Linked DNA regions of Mus musculus: all the other regions are linked to region 2. A link is a contact called in public HiChIP or PLAC-seq data. All regions are on one chromosome and are shown on one strand. Each heading gives the region's core, a stretch centred on a gene start, on an enhancer-like site or on the middle of the called end of the contact. The rest is flanking DNA. Distances are from core to core; before and after follow the strand shown.

Region 1 (2,700 bases), core at 12-2,511, 240 kb after region 2:
AAAAACCCAGAGTACCAGAAGGTGAGAGCAAGCAGAGGCAGTAGATGCCTGGGTTGCACAGATAATCTAGCTTACATTGTGAGTCCCAGGGCCGTGATGGACTCTGTCCAAATAAATAAATAAATACATATAAATAAATAAGGTGACGATACTTGAGGAATGACATCTGAGGCTGCCTCTGACCTCCACATGCAGATCCATACAAGTACACTGCACAAAAACAAAGATGCACGGTCACCATCCTCCATCCCACCCTACACCCACACGTGAGTAGACTGCGTTGTATGCTCTTGTAAAATCTCAGAGGCAGGTGATGAAGCACGGAGGATAATATTAGTAGATTATTGGTAGTGGTGAAGTGGGGATGATTCCCGCGTCTGCAGCACATGACTGCTTGAGCGGCGGTTCTACACAGTGGGGCAGAAAAAAAAATCGGAGAGTTCAGGGAAGGGGCAGAGGCATATTCAAGTTAAGTTTGGATAGGCTTTCTAGATAAGGCCGTGCCCAAGTCAATGGCTGTTCTTTGGGAGTTATTTTGGGGTCTCCCTGTTTGTCTGGGATGGACGGCCTCTTTAAATGGCAGGGCTCTGATGTTCTCCACAATGACTGGTTTTCTTGCCTTTTCTGGGCACAGCAGACATCCAAGACACAAAGCGGTGGTTGTCAGCGACAGATCCAGCGGCTGCGCTGCCCCAGGGTCTGAGAGGCTTCACCAAGCTGTCCTCTGCTGCTCTACACAAAGGCCGTCTTAGATTCGCTATCTATTTCAGTCATTTTTATGAGCATCGTGGAATATTTTCAAGCCATCCATTTTTAAGTATTATCTCTCAGCAGTTGAGAAAATAGATCCATTGCGAAGGCCCGGGGTTTCTGAAAAGGGGTTTAAAAATAGCCCAGGGTGCTAGACAGCTGCAGCTATTGGAACCAGAGCCCTTTGCTTGCGCCTCTGCCTAGTTCCGTTTGAGCCTTGCAGCTGGACATCCATTCTTGCTTGTTGAGGACAGATGCTAAGGGGAAAAGGCAGGAGCAGAGCCCCTCTTGACTTGGGGTCACACTCGGCCCTCTGCTTACTGAGAGGTACCATGGTGAGAGGGCCCCTCGAAATCTTGGGCTTGAAAAAGCTTACCAAATACATCTTTATATTTGGAAATGAAAAGAATAAGCCCATTGGCATTGTTATGCAAATTACAGGGAGCAGATTGGATAAAAACCCTTGGCTGGTAGGGATGGCAGAACGCACATTGACGGCAAACAATGGTTCCCATGTGTTGCTTCAAAGGGCCCGTGACAATGCCTTGAAGTGGTTATTTTTGCCACTGCTACCTTACAAGTGTTAGAAGCGAGGGTGGAGATTGTTAGGAGACTGGGCCAGACTCCAGAGCCTCTGCTCTTAGGCAAAGCAGGATGTCACATTTGTCACTCGGCTATGTGGGCCTTTGATGCATCTCAGAAGGAAGGAAATGTGTTTAAAAGCAGAAACCAACAGGCACAGCTACAGACAGCTCTTTATCTAAGCCTAGCTCCTCCATGGTACCTACTTAGTAAATGTTTACTAAATACACGAATGACGACGTTTTAAATAAATAAAAGGAGACTCAGAACCTCATTGTGTTCTGTCGATTTACCTTTAAAATGGATAGCTTGCTATCACTGACCGGCGTTCCAAAACTTTCTGTGCCGATTAAGAAAGATGAGATACTACTTGGTGTAGTGACCCCAGACGTCACTCAACGATTCATTAAAACAGCAGTTACCAAACACTTACTGTTGTGTTTTATAAAAAAGAAAAGAAAGCCAGGGATATGTTTGGTAGAGTGAGGTATGGTGAGGTGGAAGAGGGTACCTCTGCGGGCCCATGCCGAGACATCCCTTCCCCCCTGAGGTATCAGCTCTCTGACGGGCATGGGAATGGGGAGGGGAGTTGAGGAGAGAGTAGTGACAGAGAAAGGCAGAGAGAGAGAGACAGAGAGAGAGAGAGAGTAGAGGAGTAGAGGCTGGCCATGAACACATGCAGAGAAAGGGGGAGGGGAATGGGGAGAGAAGGGACAGAGAGTGAAGAGAGTAAGAGAGTGAGGAGGGGGCCAACAGTCCCTTTTATAGTGAGTCAGGCATAGCTGGGTGTGGGCGGAGCCTAAAAGGAATGCAAACACTGTACAGTGTGTAACTGTTCTAGATGTTGGAAATACATTGGTGACCCAAGAAAATGAACTGCCTGTTTGTATTCTAATAGGGGCAGATGGAGGACGCAAAGGAGACATAAAAATCATGTTATAAGGGACTGGAGAAATGGCTCACCAGTTAAGAGCACTGGCTGCTCTTCTAGAGCGCCAGGATTTGATTCTCAGCACCTACATGGTGGCTGACAGCTGTCTGTAACTCCAGCACCAGTGAGATCAGAGACCCTCTTCTGGCATTCTCGGGCACTGTATGCATGTGGTGCATATACGTACATGCACACAAAATACATGAAGGTAAATACATCTCATTTTTTAAAAAGAGTATCATGCCCCTTTAGTCTCTTGGGGACCTAGTTTCACAAACTCTGCAGAGATTGCAAAATCCAGAGATGTTCACATGAACATATAGAATTGATATATAGGAGGATGATCCAAACAATTTTGTGTAATGTTGTATAATAGTCATGTATAGTACATTATGGACATCTTTTAGTTATTTCAAAACAATATAATATCTGTGGTT
Region 2 (2,700 bases), core at 167-2,666:
CTAGCACATCACATCAAGAACCCAGAACACCTAACCTTCACTTCAGGCTTTCTCACAGAGTTTTTGAAAAACCTGCTAACATTCTCCCCACGTTTGCTTTGACTGGCCATAGGCCTCACGTCTCTGGTGTGGAAACTAACTCACGACTAGATTTCTCACAACTCCATATTTAAATACAGTGTCTTGGGAAAATATATTGCTTAAGGTGTCTCTCAGATTTTACTGTATAACCTTAACCACTCTCCTGATTCCACTTTTGAGTGCTCGGAGGATGTCTCTATTTGGATGTCCTTTAACTCACGAATGGACCTAATCTATTAGATCCAGATGGCCTAGGTATTTCTTAACCTGCCATCTTTGGGTCTTCACTTCCCACAACAGGCATGAACAGTCAGTGCTAAATGCTATGCACAACCATCCCATTTCTCTTTTTCTATTCTTTTCCCTGTTTGCAAAACCTGAAATACTTACATTCGTCCCCTTATCTGCCACAAAATCTACAAAACGACTATCAGGGTAACCTCCTCCCTGTCACTTCCCACCCTTAAATAGCAGGGAAAGTCCACAACGACGAGGTTCATACTGAGACTACCCACATCGGTATCCCAGAAGGCAAGACTCTTTCCGTACAACTGGCACTCAAAGATTTGCTGAAAAGCCTTCATTGGAACGCCACTCCCAATAGAAGTGAAATTTAAGTAATCGAGACTTTAGGGTTCCAAGTTATCCTTCCAACCCTGACTCTTACAATGTCCCCCATTTTGAATCCTTGCCGCACTCTCCAGCTGTCGGATGGATCGTGGAACTTGCGAGGCGACACAATTTGCCACCCCCTCCCGTCTGAGGACTCCCGTTTATGTCTAGATGGCCTGTGAGCAGGACTTGGCCACATTCCCGGGACTCAATGTCAAGCCTCCCAGAGTTGTCTGTGGTATGAAGGGATGACTGAGTGAACCGGTACCTTGGAGGGACTGTCAGGCCGGCCATGTAGAAGAGTTCACGAAAGACAGAAGAAAAGTGATTGGCTTGGGGGGCGGTGCTTTTTGAGAGATGGGAGGACTCGGGGACTAGCCCATGCTAGGCGATCAGTCTACGGCTGAAGCACACCCCACACCTATTCCTCTCTTTCCAGTTGAATTAAACACACACAAAAAAAGCACAAGTCACAATGATTCATTGCCCGGGAATGCTCATAAATGAACATGCACTAGGGAAACCATCCTCCAGCAAGAACCAGATCAGTCATTGCCAGCACGCGAGGCCTCCGGGCATCTTCCGTGCCCTGGAAAGGCCATGCCGCGAAAAGGGGACCCGGGACTGTCAGCGAGGCTCACGACCAAGACAAACCTGCCCTTACCCACGAACTTGAAGAGACTCATGACGGCGCGGCAGGCTCCTCCCAGGGAAAAGCGGAAGTGGCTCAGAGCACGCTCGTCCTTCCGGTTCCGCCTCACAACCGCCCGCTTCCGGGTTCCCGGCAGCCCCCGCGGCGGCCGCTGAAGGTGAGCCGGACGCTATGGCGTTCTGCGCTCCCCCGGCCTACCTGACCCACCAGCAGAAGGTGCTGCGGCTGTATAAGCGCGCGCTGCGCCACCTCGAGTCATGGTGTATCCACAGGTGGGGAGAGGGGACCCGGGGCTCGGGGACGGAAGCCGAGGGGCCCCGTGGGCCAGGCTGATCAAGGACTTGGGGGACACAGTGAAGGGAGCCCGCCCTTGAACCCGGGTCCCGATGCAGTCCTCTCTGCTTGATCTGGCGGAGATGATTGTGTGGGGCGCAACCAGGACCCAGCGTAGAAAGTTGCATGAAGAAATAAAAAGTACCTAGGACTGTCATTGTCATGGATCTAAAGCTAACGTTTTTATGACTCTGTCGTCCCTAACCTTAACAGTAATTTGTCCATTATCTTTAGTTTGCAGAGTAACTCAGATATTAGTGATTATTTTAGCCTGATTTTACAGATAAGCAGGCTCATTCTATTCCACCTCCTACGTCATTTTATTTCTTTAACCATTGTTACTAGTCTTCTCGTTAAGTCTCATACGGTGGCATATGTTGGGGGAGACAGATATTCTCCATTACATTATGAGTTTGAGGCTAGGCCAAAAAAAAAAAAATACCCTTCTTACAAACAAACAAACAACAATATAGTGTTAAAACGTGTAGACTTTCATGACCTAAAAGAAATGCAAGGGGCAGTGACAACCGAAGATGTGTAAGTCCCATACCGCTACACTCTTACCCTAAAACCTAATCCCACAAGGAGGACTTCCAAGAAAAAGATGGAAAATCAAGTAACCCTGTAAGACCTGCAGAGGGTAACCCTGGAATCCTAGGATACAAGTTTGTGGTTACATCTCTTTGTTATGCAGGCTGGTGCAGTGTACAATGCTGAACAGTTGCTAGCTTCTTTCCTAAGTTTTTCTTATTTATTTAACAGAATTTGCAATTCAGCGTCCATTCTGGATGGCAAATAAATGACAGTTAACCCTTGATTTTGAGCTGCAATCCCATGGATTAACGGGGAACGTGACGGGGAAACTCAGAAGGAACAGTGTTACTGAAGAAGTTAAGACTTCAAGAATCCAGACAGTGTTATAGTACAGTTGGAGATATTAGGGCTCATATTCATGGAGGGAATAATCAAACTAGCTACTATGACAGCACTAACAGATTTGAAAGCTGACATCTTTTCTTAGT
Region 3 (2,700 bases), core at 181-2,680, 220 kb after region 2:
AGGGTAGTGAAGCTGGTGGAGGTATATATACTATAAAGCATATCACACGGTGTGGTTTATACACCTGCCTCTCCAGCTAGGAGGTGTTCACTCTTCTGTAACCCATGTATGTATCGCAGCATACCTGAAGCAGAAGAGACGTTCAACAGCTTGCTGAAATAACGCTTCCTAAACAGAAGCCTAGGTCCCACCGCCAAAGCAGCAGGTGCCACACATCCCGCCCTCCATATGTACGGTCTTACTGGTTTTCTTATTCATGAATGGGATAATTGCAAAGTGGGCGGATCAATAGCCACCTCAGCGCCATCATTGTGAAGATGGAATGAAATACCAAGTGTGAAAACAAGTCTCTCACCACCCAAACATGAATGAGGGCTCTTACAGAGCAGAGGACAGAGAGCCCACCAGACTCCAGCTCACTGAGACACCTGGCACATTGTCCCTTGAAATTTCACTTGCAAAAAAAAAAAAAAAATCAGTTCAAATTGGCGTCAGGACAGCCACATCCTCGGGAGCTGACAGTTAGCCAAGAGACACTGAACAAAGAGCTGCAGTAATTGTCAGCATCTCAAAAAACAAAGGCTGGGTTTAAGGATCAACCTGAGAGGAGGTCGCTGCGGCCCGGGTTTTAAGGCCTAACAAGTAGGGTTCTAGGAATGTTTTCCAGGGAAACAAAACTGAAGAAGTTTAAGTTTAAGTCCATTCATTTGCAAATTGGCGGTCTAAGGGGCTGAGGTCTTCAGCTGTGGGATCAGGAGGGAATGTAGCAGAAGACTGGTTTGTGGCGACAGTGCCAGGCTGCCAGGTGAGGTCTACTAGGATCTTATACTATTACTCTTAATCTTCAAAACAGGTAATCACCTGGTATTCTTCTCTTCATGGAAAAGTGGCAAAGAGTTCAGGGCCGGACCTGCCCAGTGGTTGGCTGGTACTCCCAGCAAAACAGAAATTTAAACTCAAGGCAGTGTGACTCCAAGCTCCCGGCCAGAGGCAGGGTTGGGTGTGAAGGTTGTCCTTTGTTCTTGATGCTTAGCCCCCTCCTCCCAGCTCCCAGTGCACACGTGTGTCTGGAGGCCTCTTTGGCCTGGTCTGGGGCAGTGTTGTCTGATCACCCTCTCCTGTTCAGTGTGAGGACAGTCAGCTATTTGTCGGAAAGCCAGAGGCAAAAGAGTTCAGACGCCTTTTGCTTCCTGAGTAGGGAGGTGGCTTTGCCCTGTGGGGAGCATCAGTTGGAGGGAGATGAATTTAGCTGCCCTCCCTGGTTGGTGATGGGGGAGGGTCTTGTCAGCCAGAGGATGTAGGCTTAGCTCCAAAAGGGCTTTTGTCTGAGGCTGGGCCTTAAGCCAGAGTGACATTCTTTGGTGCAGGCTGCCAGGCCACCACTGAGTGGGCACCTGCGGGGCAGCTAAGGAAGGAGTGAGGGGCCTGTCTTTCTTCCGCAGAGGAGAGCATGTGGGGATGGAATCTGCCATTTGAGGGTCCCTGTGGTGCTGAGGCTATGTCTGTGGTTGCTCCTGGCTGCAGAAGACATGCCAGGGCCCAGGCAACCCAGGAATGTGGGCAATTAACATTTTAGCTTCTGTCATGTCTGATAAAAATCCCCACAGGATGAAAGGAATCCACTCTATCTTGCAAAGTGCAGCAGAAGAAACCTAAGACCACAGAAAGACCTGAAAGCCTCTGCCACAGCTCCCTGTGAAGAGTGGGTACCACCACCCTTGGCTGAAGACGTGCTTTGTGTCCCCCTGAGCCCTCTGCACAGGTGGGTCTGCCATGTCCCCTGCTGTGGGTGATGGCTGCTGATTCTCACAAAGGCCTCTTCTCTGGGGACTTTCCCTTTTCCTTCAGGAGCCACCCTCAACAGGGAGGTTGCATAAATTATTTGCATCTTGAGGGTCCTCCACTGCAGCCAGTGCCTGACAGAGTACCCTAAGGGGGCAGCAGGCCTAGGGAGTAGTTCACTGTCCAGAGCCCTGTAGGACCAGTCTGAGTTAAGACTTTGACCAACATCACTGACATTAGCTCATCCCTTGCTAGTACTGCTCTCTTGCTCTCCCTCCCCTGCCTCTTCTGTGAGTGTGTGTATGAGTGAGTGTAGTGTGTGTGTGTCTGTGTGTGTTTCTTTGAATGTGCACATAGAAACTAGAGGTTAATGTCAGGATTTTTTTTTCTCTCATTCATCACTTTATTTTTGGAGACAGGCTCTCTCAAGAAAGCCAGAACTTGCTATTTTGCCTAGACTGGCTAGCCATGGTGCCCTGAGGAATCCTCTTGTCTCCACCCTGTCTAGTGCTAGCATCGCAGATGTGCCATGCCCAGCTCGTGTCTGAACTTAGCTCCTCATGTCTGCATGGCAAACACTTTACCACAGAGCCATCTTCCCAAATCTCACCCCAGCACATCCTCTTACATGAGAATCCCAGTACTTGGAGCTGGTGAAGTAAGTGGCTTAGAGGTTAAGAATGCTTCCTGCTCTTCCAGAAGTCCCGAGTTCACATACCACTGGGCACAACTGCCTGTAAACTCCAGTTTCCCAGGATCCGGCGCCCACAGATATCTGCCTGTCTATACATTAAAAAAAAAAATCTTAAAGAAAAAGAAGAATTTCAGTACTTCAGTACTTGTTCTCCTATCTCATGAATACTACTTCTCTCATGAATCCATTTCAGTGAGCAACTCTTGAAGATTCCCAGTATCCCA

What was found. HiChIP or PLAC-seq counts read pairs in DNA pulled down with a chosen protein or histone mark.
Region 1: a contact with region 2 is called in an H3K4me3 HiChIP or PLAC-seq map of the SCID.adh cell line, with 10 read pairs. The contact joins the enhancer-like site here to the promoter of Tatdn1 in region 2. A contact is called at or near these places in 1 of 39 promoter capture datasets (the C10 cell line), 7 of 115 datasets of contacts at active chromatin or transcription factors (the SCID.adh cell line, embryonic limb bud and embryonic stem cells) and 2 of 9 other capture datasets (liver and pancreatic islet).
Region 3: a contact with region 2 is called in an H3K4me3 HiChIP or PLAC-seq map of embryonic stem cells, with 32 read pairs. The contact joins the enhancer-like site here to the promoter of Tatdn1 in region 2. A contact is called at or near these places in 2 of 39 promoter capture datasets (embryonic stem cells and liver), 2 of 484 Hi-C or Micro-C datasets (bone marrow-derived macrophages and embryonic stem cells), 7 of 115 datasets of contacts at active chromatin or transcription factors (embryonic stem cells, fetal liver, microglia and 2 more) and 3 of 9 other capture datasets (adipose tissue, liver and pancreatic islet).

The regions. Positions count from the first base shown.
Region 1 is chr15:59,173,215-59,175,914 of GRCm38.p6, forward strand. No RefSeq gene overlaps it. Among named protein-coding and RNA genes, the nearest start is that of Gm36617, 72 kb to the right of the region's middle. Within about 2 kb of position 1,262, at least 69 of the 459 cell types and tissues checked have an H3K27ac peak or open chromatin away from gene starts, as enhancers often do. A contact at or near this core is called in the SCID.adh cell line, where this site is marked.
Region 2 is chr15:58,932,322-58,935,021 of GRCm38.p6, forward strand. It overlaps Tatdn1 (TatD DNase domain containing 1), which reads right to left and starts at 1,417. Exons shown (of 12, transcript NM_001368428.1): 1 at 1,358-1,417. The coding sequence starts at 1,379. Ndufb9 (NADH:ubiquinone oxidoreductase subunit B9) reads left to right here and starts at 1,480. Exons shown (of 4, transcript NM_023172.4): 1 at 1,480-1,617. The coding sequence starts at 1,517. Gm36559 (a long non-coding RNA gene) reads right to left here and starts at 955. Exons shown (of 2, transcript XR_875364.2): 1 at 1-955.
Region 3 is chr15:59,153,416-59,156,115 of GRCm38.p6, forward strand. No RefSeq gene overlaps it. Among named protein-coding and RNA genes, the nearest start is that of Mtss1, 73 kb to the left of the region's middle. Within about 2 kb of position 1,431, at least 79 of the 459 cell types and tissues checked have an H3K27ac peak or open chromatin away from gene starts, as enhancers often do. A contact at or near this core is called in embryonic stem cells and neural progenitor cells, where this site is marked.